2 separate regions of the Pelodiscus sinensis genome follow, and region 2 is linked to region 1. Evidence: chromatin contacts called from public Hi-C data. All regions are on one chromosome and are shown on one strand. Each heading gives the region's core, a stretch centred on a gene start, on an enhancer-like site or on the middle of the called end of the contact. The rest is flanking DNA. Distances are from core to core; before and after follow the strand shown. Region 1 holds the start of BOD1 (biorientation of chromosomes in cell division 1). Region 2 holds the start of NSG2 (neuronal vesicle trafficking associated 2).

Evidence for each region. A called contact is a pair of places that touch in the nucleus more often than the background predicts.
Region 2: a Hi-C map of blood shows a contact between it and region 1, with 4 times the contacts expected there. The contact joins the promoter of NSG2 here to the promoter of BOD1 in region 1. A contact is called at or near these places in 3 of 5 Hi-C or Micro-C datasets (blood, liver and an unstated tissue).

Annotation. Positions count from the first base shown.
Region 1 is chr17:18,732,322-18,738,676 of ASM4963464v1, forward strand. It overlaps BOD1 (biorientation of chromosomes in cell division 1), which reads right to left and starts at 3,183. Exons shown (of 4, transcript XM_006139168.4): 1 at 2,829-3,183. The coding sequence starts at 3,065. It overlaps LOC142818716 (a long non-coding RNA gene), which reads left to right and starts at 3,339. Exons shown (of 3, transcript XR_012896320.1): 1 at 3,339-3,439.
Region 2 is chr17:19,001,997-19,008,020 of ASM4963464v1, forward strand. It overlaps NSG2 (neuronal vesicle trafficking associated 2), which reads left to right and starts at 3,847. Exons shown (of 6, transcript XM_075900278.1): 1 at 3,847-3,879. It overlaps LOC112544047 (a long non-coding RNA gene), which reads right to left and starts at 3,765. Exons shown (of 2, transcript XR_003087364.2): 1 at 3,443-3,765; 2 at 1,735-1,875. It also overlaps a transcript of CPEB4 not described here.

The sequences.
Region 1 (6,355 bases), core at 1,933-4,432:
CTAGTCAAATTATGTTGGGTCACAGGCTTCAACAATTTTCTTATTCTGGGACTGCCCAGCCAAGTCTCTTCCCCCCCCCCCCCCCCCCCCGCCATGGAGTTCAGGGGAGGAATGTCTCCCCACCAATTCATATGGGGATGTTACTGACTGTTCCTCTTCATTAGGGAGGGAGGGAAAAGTACACAGTTTGCTGTATTCCTCGTTCTGGGTGGGGAGCACAGGAGGCAGACAAACCTGGACCTGTCTCAGCTGGGGCACCTGCATCCTTCTCCCTGCTGTGCCCATTGGAACTGCAGAAGCCATGGAGAGGCACTTCCCATCTGGCCCTAGTTACTGTGGTGAGAGAGGGCTGGGGTAAGTCCCTTCTCCTTGGGATAGCCTGCATACTAAACCCTTCATTCCCAGTTCTACCCCAGAGCAATCATTTAAATGAAGAAAAACAAAAATTGAGTTCAGGCCCCAACCTATGTTCAAGTGTATTATAACTGCAATAGCTAGACCTGTGTTTTGCGTGCACAGGTAATTTGCATTCCATTCAGGCGCTCAGACGCGAACAGTTGCAAGAGTTATATTTAAGAAGGCCTCTAATATGACTTCCAACCACAAAGTTCCTACAAGACACTTTAATTAGATAAAATTGACGATAGTATAAACAAACAGATGTGCTTGCTGTAACCCTAATGCAAACTGGAAAGCCAAGAAAGTGGAGAGGGGTGGTTTTTATTTAATGCTCTGTGTAAATCTACCTTTCCTGTTCTTCAGACTTTAGGAAACGGAAATGTTATTGAGTATTAGGGACGTAAATGGTTAACCGGTAGGGGCTGGAACAGTTCCCTATCGGCCCAGGCAATGGGATGCTCCAGCCCCACAAGGGCCACTACAGGCAAGGACTCCTTGGCCAGCCCCTGCCTGTAGTGGGCCTGACCTGGGCGGCACATTGCAGGTTACATGCTGGCTCCCACTGCCAGGGCCCCTGTCAGCCCTGCTGCTAGCGAGGCAGTTTCGCAGCAGCAGGAAGGCCTCCTCCTCCCTAAGAGCGGGGTGGGAAGCCTTTGCCAGCCCTGCTCCCAGGGAGGCCTCCACTAAGATTTTTAGCAGTTACATGGTTATGTTTTTAAACCCCGTTTTACATTCCTACTGCGTATGGGAATACCAGTTACTAATGTGGGGCAAGGGCAAAAAGGTGGCAAATGGTCTTATAGCAAGACCAGAATCACTACAAGGAACATCATCAAAAATTAAAATGATACTCTTGTCAATATGCTACAGAGCCTATCCCTTTTAAGTGGCCAGTTCAAATTCCATTTAGGTTTGTTGAGAGAAATCTGTTCCGATCATATAGGTGGCAGTTTCATGGTTTAATACAGAATAATGTGGTGGTTTCAGACACACCAGTAATTGGTTATCAATACTGATGTTCTCAGTGGCATTAGAGGGGAAATCAAAATTTCTATTAAGATTTTCCCACCCCAATGTTGGTTCCTTTGGCTCCAGAACACTTGCACCCTTGTTGTCAGACTATTCCCCATTAACAGTATTAATTCTAGTACTTTTTTGTAAGCATAAAGGGAGCTATAGCTTTAAAGAGGACACTTTGGGTGGATGACTCTAGGAGTACATACATGTCAGAAAGGCTACATGTTAACATTTCAGCAAAAATAGTTGCAATTGCAAATAAACAAGTGACATCATTGCAAAAGTAGATATATGGTTACAGAGGTTTAAAGGTATTCATTCTAAGTAGCACTTTATGTTAAAAGACTCTGAAATGCTTTACAAGCTATGTACACATATGAATCACTTCACCCACTGATAAACTGCAAGCACCTATAAGGTGGAACAAGACAGTTATTTAGAAATGCTGCAATGGTTTATTACAGGAAGGGATGTCCACATTCTGCTGAAGTCTCAGGTAAAGCTTAGGAAGACAACAAGCTACCATACACCCCTTCAGGATGATAACAGTGGGGATTGCACCCAATTCCTGCAAAAGTACTTTCACTGACTGAAGTGCTGACTAGTGGAAGTTTTGGGTTTCATCCAAGTGCAGGAAAGCCCAGCAGCTTTTGCATCCCCTAATCTTGCACTAGTGAGAAATGACTTGGGTAATAGTGACTTTCACTGAATTATCAGTCGTGCTTTCTACCATTTCTCAGGAAGACCATGGACACAGAAATTAGATAAGCATATGCAGGGGTCAGAAAAAACACGAGTGGGAAACCTTGTACCGTATAGTAGAAAGTTAAAAAGCCCTGAAACTGAAAAGTTTATCTTCTGGGCTTCATGAAACACTTGTATATTTTAGTTAAGGTCACTCTTGGCTGCAGGTTTGAGATAGATCCAGGCTCCCCAAAAGAAAGTTGGAACCCAAGATGAAGTAGGTGACTGAAGCAGAAGCTTCAGGGTCGAGTCTGAAAAACTAGGGGATGGTTGTCAGACAACAGGCCAGAACTTGGGGGATGATGTTTGAAACAGGAAGGTGATGAGACACTCAGACCCTCGTACCCATGTCAGCCAAAGAGCCCAAGCCAAAGCTGTGGAGCTCAAGTAGCGAGACCGCACTAGAGATTTTGGGCGGGGAAAAGCCCCTATCAGCCTATTGCCCCTGTTAGCAGGGCAGTCCCAGAAGAGCCGCTGGAGCCTGAGTGAGGGGCAGCCTCTGTTCCTTGCAGGGTCAGAGAGCGCCCGGCGTCTCCGTCCCGAGCAGTGCGAACGTGCCCAGGCGAAAAGCGCGGCCCTGGTACCCCGGTCGGCCGAGAGAACCAGGCCCCGTTCCCAGGTGCCCCTGCGGGGGAGGCGCTGGTGGGGCCAGGCCCCTGCAGCGCTACCTTGGTGTCCACGTCGGCCAGGCAGTCCCGGCGGAAGCCGTCGAAGAGGCCGCGGCTCTTGAGCTGCTCCACGATGAGCGCGATGAGCTGAGCGTCCCCGGGGGGCAGCGAGGCCGGGTCGGTGGCGCCGGGCCCCGCCCCGACAGCCGCGCCCCCAGGCCCCGCTGCTCCCCCAGCTCCAGCGCCGCCGCCTCCCCCGCCCGGGGCAGCTCCGCCGGCGCCTCCGCTCTCCGACATGCCCCACGCCTGCTGCCCGGCGCAGCCAGGCCTCAGCAGCCGCCGCTCCCAGCTCACCCGGTGCCACCGGCACCGCTGCCGCCGCCGACGGCGCGCCACATTCTGCGTATGTCCGTCCCGCTGCATTATGGGAAAGGGAGTCCTTCCTCTAGGGCGCCTCTTATAGGACTTGAGCCTTTGGGCTGAGCAAAGAAACTACGATTTCCAGCGTGCACCGCGTCGCCAGCCCGGAAGGCCGTGGGGCGCTGAGCAATGCATTCTGGGAATTGTCGTTTTTATGTCTTCGAAACATGTGCGCGGGGAGTTCGTTGCCCCCTGCCTGGGCCCGCGGGGGAAAGACAGCTCCGAGCTCTGCTCCCGGAGACCCGGCTCAGGTATTTCCAGGGGCGGCCCGCTCCCCTAGCTCCCTCCCCAGGGCCCCGTGCGGCGCGCTCCCTGCGCTGGAGCAGGGCAGTGAACCTGCTAGGCTAGTGCCGCACCCGCTAGGCAGCTTTTCCTTCCTCACCTGTTGCGTGCCCGACGCAGCGTGCGGGTTTGGGGGACTCCCCTGTGCCAGGCTGACTGCTCGCAACGCCGGAAACTTTTCTAGGGGGGAGTGTAATGCGCGCATTTGGCCACCGGGGGAGGCTGTGGCTTTGGCAATCATCCTCTGTTGCACTGCAACAAAAATTGACAAGAGGCTGCAGGTTTGCGGTGCTGATCCTGCTTTACAATAGTTGGGATAAGGAATATTTTTTGTCTTCATGATCTATTGTTTCACTGATTTTAAGTGGGACATGCAGACCCTTTGATCTCTGGGTGCCTATCTAGTTTCCCTGTCAGTGTCCAACAACTCTATGAAGAAACATGTTTAACAGTCTCAGAGGGGTAGTGGTGTTAGTCTAACTTGAAAAAACTTAAAAAATGAGTGGTCCTGTAGCACCTTAGATACTAACAAAAATATATATAGTATCATGAGTTTTCATGGGCACAACCCAGTTCAGATGAGTGGAACAAGGTGCCTTGTTTTTTAAGTTTTTTTTTTTTTTGAAGAAACATGCTGATTTGTAATGTATTTTAGTACCCTCGTAAGTTACTCAAAGAGCTAATCCTCTGCCCCCCTAACAGCAATAACAGTTTATTTTCTATATGTCTCTCTAAAAGTGGAAGACTACCCCACCACTAGGCCCCATACCCGGTAATTGATACCTGGTACATCATATCCGCATACATACTGCATTTAAAATGCAGCCCTAGGGTTGCCAGATGGTTTAACCAAAACTACCAAAAAAAGGGGCGGGGGTATTTTCTGAATTTTTTTACCAGACAGGAGGCAAAAATACCGGACTGTCCAGGTCAATACCGGACACCTGGCAACCCTATGCAGCCCTAATAACCAAAACTATTTTTGTAGATTTAGTTTTAGGGGCAAATTCTGCACAGAGGACCGCTAATATAAATCCAGAATAAACTTATGACCATTAATGGTGTTACTCTGGATTTACATTAGTGAAAAGAATAGCAGAATTTGGTTCACTTTTACTTCTAGTGGCAATGAAGTTCAGTGCCAGTGGGCCATTCATTCCTGTGGCTTCTCCTCTTAGTGTGAACAAGGGCCAGCGTGGACATTTATTTACTGGGTACTGGACCAAAATAACCACCAGCATTTAACATACCTTCCTACCTACCAATGTTTTTCTGAGTCATCCTATCTTATGATGTGCTATCTTGTGGGGTGATTTGTTTATTCTGCTGCTGGCCAGCTTGTATGCAGGCTATGTAAGGAGTTGCCTACTGCCTGCCAGCACCTCTGGCTCACCAGGAGTCTGGTTCCAATTTGGCCCTGCATTAATATATTGAACATTCCCAGGCACAGTGAGTCTGACTACTAATTTGAGCAACTTTAGTTCTGCTTTACTACCAGTGCACCACGTTTGGTGATTAGCATATCTCAGTTGACATGGACATTGAACTATTTTATCTCCTGTACCTGGTCAAGACTTCTGCTACCAAAACGACTTAAAAGAAGATACTTGTGAATCAGTCCCCTTGCCCACATACACCCCAAAAGAGAACATATCTATCCAGTGTGTCTCTTTCATTTACGTACTTTCTTAAAGCCAGAATAAAATGGAATCAATTTGGGGGGAGGTAAATGGGATGGCTAGATGAATATGATTCTTACAATTATGTCCTCATCCCAAGTACACTATGGGGAGTAGCCCCATATCCATATCTTTCTGTGGGTTGTAGTAGTTGTTGAAAGGTGGGAGAGCAAAATTCTGCATGCGATGCATTGTCCTTTTCATCTGATTAAAATTCAGCAGCTCTGAAAAGCAGCATAAGCTGTCCCACGCCATCTGGCAGCTATGAGGAGGAAAAAAGCCAGCATTTATAGGCACCGAGATGTACATTGGAAAGAATATGCACTGCAGCATGTTGCATATTATACAATGCTCTGCATTACAAATAGGGGAACTGTAACATGCGAGTCCTTCCTATGCAGAAAAGCAATCCATTGAATCTGGTATCTTGTGTCTGACATTGGCTAATGCTGGGTGTTTCAGAATGAGGTATAAAATTCCCCACAAGACATTTAATCATACAAAATTAATCCACACAGGGTTTCATTTCTTCCTGACCACCACTAGCAATCAGTTTCTCACTGCCTCCAGTGATTAACTTTGAAACAGGAAGCTTGAGATCCCTTGTAATTTTGTTCTAATTCCTACAACTGCTGGCCCTATCCTTAGTCATATAAACATATCAACCTCCTTTTTAAAAGTTACCGAAGTGTTTGCCCTATCATCCTGCTGCAGTGAGTTCCACAGGCATAGGTTAAGGCTATGCCATCCTTAAAGTACCATGTTTACTCCATATGGCAATAATAAAGCATACTTTGTTTTTTAGTATCGAAAGAGTGCCTATTTCTAGCAATAAATATTGCCATACCTGAACTACATGTTCATTTGAACCATGCATATTTGGGCATGTGACTTTTAGGGATGTTAGAAATTGTTTAATTTAGTTATTGTGTAACCGCAACAATTCTTAGCGGTTATACGATTATTCATTGGCCCCCATGGGTGGGGGCAGCTGCCAGTGTGTTCCCATTCCCACTCCTGGGGAGCCCCCTGCCATCCCGCGCTGCTGCCTCTGATACAGCGGTAGCAGTGCGGGGTGGCAGGTGGGAACTGGTCTGCAAGGAGAGCCAGTTTAAAAATTGGCTCCCTGTGCAGACCGGCTCCTGCCTGCCAACCTGGGCTGCTGCTTCTGTATCAGAAGCAGCAGCATGGGGTGGCAGCAGCCCC
Region 2 (6,024 bases), core at 2,597-5,096, 270 kb after region 1:
CTTTTAATCAGTTCTCAATCCAAGAAAGGACCTTCCCTCTTATCCCATGGCCATGAAATTTACACAAGAGCCTTTGGTGAGGGACCTTATCAAAGGCTTTCTGAAAATCTAAGTATACTATATCTACTGGATCCCCCTTGTCTGCATGTTTGTTAACTCCTTCAAAGAACTCTAATAGATTAGTAAGACAGGATTTCCCTTTACAGAAACCATGTTGACTTTTGTCCATTTACGTTCTTCTACATGGTTCACAATTTTATTCTTTACTATTGTTTTGACTAATTTGCCCGATACTGAAGTTAGACTTACCGGTCTATAATTGCCAGGATCGCCTCTAGAGCCCTTTTTAAATATTAGTGTCACATTGTCTACCTTCCAGTCATTAGGCACGGAAGCCAATTTAAAGGATAGGTTATAAACCACAGATAATAGTTCAGCAATTTCCCATTTGAGTTCTTTTAGAACCCTTGGATGAATGCCATTTGGTCCTGGAGATTTGTTAACATTAAGTTTTTCTATTTGTTCCAAACCTCCTCTAATGACACTTCAATCCGGGACAGTTCCTCAGATTCATCACCCGCAAAGGACGGTGCAGATTTGGGAATCTCCCCGATGTCCTCAGCCGTGAAGACTAAAGCAAAGAAATCATTTAGTTTCTCCGCAATGGCTTTATCGTCCTTGATTGCTCCTTTTATATCTCCATCGTCTAGGGGACCCACAGGTTTTTTAGCAGGCTTTCTGCTTCTAATGTACTTAAAAAACATTTTGTTATTTCTCTGAGAGTTTTTGGCTAGCTGTTACTCAAAATCTTTTTTTGCTTTTCTTATTACATTTTTACACTTAAATAGGAACATAAACATTGTCAAATCATCTCACTAAATATAAATATATCTCACTATAAATTATCATCTGATGATTTTAGAATTGCATTCTGAGATTGGAGCATTCTTGGGGGAGCTGCCCTCAAATCTAGAACTGACAGAATTTGTTTGTTAATCCACCAGGAACTTTATTAGCCCTACCTGTCATTTCTTTGACATGACTGGGAAACAGGGATGCAAAGAGTAGTTGAATAGTCAACTACCTGATAAGCCTAAGCTTATGGGGTAGTCAAGTCAACTACTCTCATTCCACCCCCCCTTGCTGCCTCTATGTCAGAGGCAGCAAGGGGTTAAAGAGCAGGAGTCTGTGCTGCTTCCCCACAGCACTGTCTCTGCAGTGCAAGGGAGAGGGGCACAAGGAAGGTGCAACAGGGAATTCAGTGCAAGCGGGGACTGAAGCAGTCCCTGCTCACGCCAGGTTCTGCGCTGTACCTCCCCCCCCCCATTCACTAATTGAGCAATCAATGGAAATTCCATCAACTACTCAATCAGCTCATCGAAATTTGACATCCTTACTGAGAAGGTATATTATTTTCAAGAGATAGTGGTTCAGATGATATTTGCACTGCATGTACATACTCTAATTTGTATTGTATCTGTAGGCCACAAGAACTGCATTTATCGGGGGAAAATAAATATTATTTCTGGCAAACTATCAGCCTGCTGCTTCTTTTTCATGCACATGTTCAAAATGCCCTTTATCTAAAATAGCCTGAAAATCCTGGTTACCTTGGGGAAGGATTCATTGTCTTTAATTATTTCATCCCCTGGTTCCCACAGCAACGCTGATGTAATTTAAATGGTGTTTTACATGGGTAAGGCTGCCATCTTGTGGAATACTTTTTACCAACACTTTCCTTTCAACCCATTGTTTATTTTGACAGTCCAGATGCTATTAAAATGGCTTTTTAAACTTAGAAATCATAGGCCTCATCCAAAATCCACTGAAGTTGATGGAATGAGTATCTTTACCCTCACTGGGCCTTGAATCAAGCTGCAAGAAAAACAAATACATTTTCAACAAAGATGCGAACTGGATGGGCCATTATATTCAACATCCAAATGACATCAAAAGCTAACTATGGGACATTTAGGCTATGTCTCCACTGGCAGGTTCTTGCGCAATATCTTGCGCAAGGATTCTTGTACAAGAACTCTTGCACAAGAACACGTTAACATGGCCATATGCTTTTGTGCAAGAGCATCCATGGCAGTGTGGACGCTCTCTTGCGCAAGAATGCTCTGATGGCCATTTTAGCCATAGGGCTTTCTTGTGCAAGAAAACCCTGCCTCAGGACCACACTGCCATCTTGCGCAAGACCTCTTGCGCAAGAGAGTTTACACTTGTTAGAAAAGAGCATAGCTCTTGCACAAGAAGTCCCTTTCTACCACGCTTTACTGTAAATCTTCTTGCGCAAGAGCGGGTGGGCAGTGTGGATGGGCCTACTCCAGCATCCAAAGCCGTGTCTGTCCACTGGAAGCCCAGGCCCAGCACTGGGGCTGGGAGCCGGTTGCAGCTGTCCCAGTGCAGGGCTGGGGGCCTAGGATGTCGCTTAGTCAGTTAACCTGTTAACTGATTAACAGGGATTTTACACCTCTAGATTATTCTGATGAATTTTAACATTCTATAAAAGCTTTATGACTAAAAAAAACCATAAAAAAACCCACCAAAAAAAACCACACCTTAGCTGATACTGTTATAAATCAAAATATATATATAAATCAGTATGTCTCCAGGTAGAGGTAATATAAGAATCAAACTTGATGTGATAATCTTTGAACAAAGTCTTAAATAATATGGAACAGACTCCACCTTGCAGAATGTGATTCCAGCAGGGTGGGCAATATTTTGGCAAGCGAGTAAATTATGACTAGATTTTCCATCAACGGCAACATCATGGCAATGATGCATGAGTGGATTTTGTTGCTGCTGCTTTGTCAAGTTTCCGTGGCAGTTTTGAAATACTGCCTGTCCTGCTTTCTTCCTTTAGTCACAGTGATTCAACAGGGACCTGTCATTACAGGCTAACAAACCACTTACGGTTAAGAAAATGGTTAACTGTCTTGTGACTCCGCAAGCCATTGCACAAAACTTGGAGTCCTGTATACGGACTGGTCAGTTGACTGTCCAGCTCCCTACCCCACCCCCTCCGGTGGCACAATACAGACCAGGTCCTACTGCCAGCTGCTGCAGTAGGCAGAGCTGAGAGATCTGGATCAGCCTAGGAGGCAGCTTCAGAGCCTCAGGCTGCTTACAGCATGGCTACCCTACCTCTGCCCCCACCCATGTGAATGGGCTCTCTCATTTGTAAAGGGCTCCCCAGGATTGCATCTTTCCCCTCTGAATGGGACACTACCCCTCCTAGTCTCACTGCTTCCCCCCCCCCCCCCCCCATCAAATCCCCAGTGGGCTCTCCCAAGCGAGTCGCTCCTTCCCCAGCCCAGTGGTGTCTCCCACCCAGGGCTGCTCTCCCAATCCCGCTAACGGTCTCGCGCGCTCCCGTCCCCGAGCCTCGTGCGAGACCGAAGCGCGCCCGCGCCTATCCCATCCCTCAGGCTACCGCGAGGATGAAGCCCCGCTCTGGCCGGGCGCGCATGCAGATCGTTTACGTGAACAGCTTCGGCAGCCACCGCTGCGGCCCCGTGATCCAATATGGCGGCAGCCCCCGTGGCCATCGGCGACGGGAAGCGGAAGCCCGTGCTTCCGGTGCCGTGGAGAGAAGTGTGCCCCCCATTTCCGGTTTGAGCCGGAGGCGGGGGTCGGGGGCCGTTGCTCCTGAGGAAGGTCGTGGAAGCTGCTGGTTCCCAGCCCCACCAGGCAACGGTCCTGAGGGAGCTGGGTCGCGTGACCAGGGACCGAGCCGGGGTGGCCAGTCAGGGGGAGCCCCCAGTCCCAGGGAGAGCGGGTCGGGGCTGCGGTACCCACCGAGCAGAGCTGGCGGCAGCGCGCAGGCCCCCGGCAGCCCTGCCCTCGCACCCGCAGCCAGTCTGCGATACGGTACGCGCCACACGGCAGCCGGGACGGGCCGAGCCTGAGGCACGGTCCCCTAGGAGCCCAGCACTGGGGTGACCGAGGCGCCGCTCCTAGTCACGTGGCGTGGGAGGGTCGTCGTCTCAGCCCGCCTGGCTCTCTGGTTGAGCCGGGAGGCAGCGCCCCCATCCCCGGCGTGGCTGGAGGCAGCGCCCTTCCACGGCCACCGAGGGACCCTGCTCCCCGAACAACAAATCTTGGGAGTTGCTCACATTCTAGTCAAGTGACTGGAAAGTGACAAATCCCACGCGGCTTTGCCTCCGACTCCCTGCACTAGTGAATGGCAGAGGCGCCCTCCAGGGTGAAGGCAGCTTTGTCCTCCCCCTGTTCAGCCTTCCACACGCCTCACCTAGCGGAAATGTCACTAGAATCCATCCCTAGCAGGTGGAGTGGTCTGTCTACAGCTCCCACATCTCTTCCTTTCTTTGAGAGACCCCCGAGGGAATAGTGCCGCTCCAGTACTAACGCTCACAGCCGTGCATGTCTGTGTTATTTTTCTTTGTGTCTAGACCCAAATGAAATGGCTTGGAAATAGGTGTCCATGTATTTGCTTGTTTACAAAAATAGCATTTTTTTTAACTTTCAGAAACTTTTCCTTGTTGTTGCTAAAAAAAAAAAAAAAAAAAAAAGCTCAGTTTTGCCACAGAAAATAAAATTGGATGAAAACTGAGAATTTGTCACAAATCTCAAGATGGGAGTCTGGGCCTTCAGGGATGTTCTGGGGAGAACAGGCAGGCTGTTTCTTAATTTCACGGAACTGTTAACCCTAGGAACTTTTATAATGTTCTTGTAAACATTATTTTTAAAAATTAAGGATGATAGAACCAGATTATCCACTATTTTGTATTGCAGAAATAAGGACAACAGTTCTACCAATTTATTATCTAGTCTGTTATTTGCTATCACTTTTATCACCATGCAAGAGCAGTTGTTAGAATTTGTGAGAGAGCTCAAATTAGGTTGATTACAAAGGTGAAGTCTTCATTGAATATATTTGTTATGGGTCTGCCAAAATGGTTTTAGCACTAATAGTGAGATACCTGACTTAAATAGTAGTTCTGATTACCATCTTTGCATTACCTCAAACAGGATTTTAGTGGATACTATCAAGAAAATTGGAACTAGAAACCAGTGCTATGCCACTTGAATGCCTAATGTCTGCACTTTCAATTGTTATAGAGTATTCTCTATCTTAAATAATTTCAGATATCAGATACTAATAATTGTAATGGAAGAAAAAATAAGATGATAATCAGAATTATTTAATATGAAGGTCTGATAGCTCAGCCTGCTGGTGCCAAAGATGAATGCTGTTTAACTTGGAAGGATGGAGACTCCCCACCAGTTTGGTATAGTCAAACTCTTTATTTTTAATTTTTCTTTTAGGTGGTCTGCAGACAAATCAGGCTGATAAGTTTGGATTTCCTTTCCCTTCTAAAGTAGTTAATAAAGTAATAAAAAGGAAAAAGAAAAAGGTATAAAAATGTGGGACATAAACTAAAATGAACAAGAGTTTGCATTTTAGAAGATAAATTGCTTGCACTGTATGTGTGTGTAAAAGTGGGTGTGAGATGCAAAAGGATTGAAACAATACTATAATATAGGGGTTTCAATCTCCTGACCTGTGGACTGTCCCTGGCCAGAGCAATTGTTCATTCAGCCCAGGAATGGGCTGGAAGAAAGAAAGGCTGTCTGTTAACATTCTCCAAGCCCTGCCCCTTCCTGCCACCATCCTGCCTTCTCCCTCCTAGCCACTCTGTCCCCTGAGGATGCAGCCTGGCATGGGGTGATAACAGCACTTGGTCTCTCCCCTATTACTCACTCTCTGTGGCAGAAGTAGCTGTGGGGAAGTGGGGTGCACTTGGCAGACACTCACACCACTTCCCTGTGGTTCCTTATGTTGCAGGAAATGCAGGGGGGGCTGAAGGCTGCTGCTACTGTGCACCTGATGATCCCCAAAGTTGCAACCTCAGAAACTGGGATCCATGGGCGAAGGGAGCGGGGCAGTGGTGAGAAGGGGATGGACTTAGGGAATGGTAACAGATATCCCTCTACCAGCCTGACTCATGGGCTGGATTGTGCAGTTGCTGCAACTGGAGATGGTCTATAGGC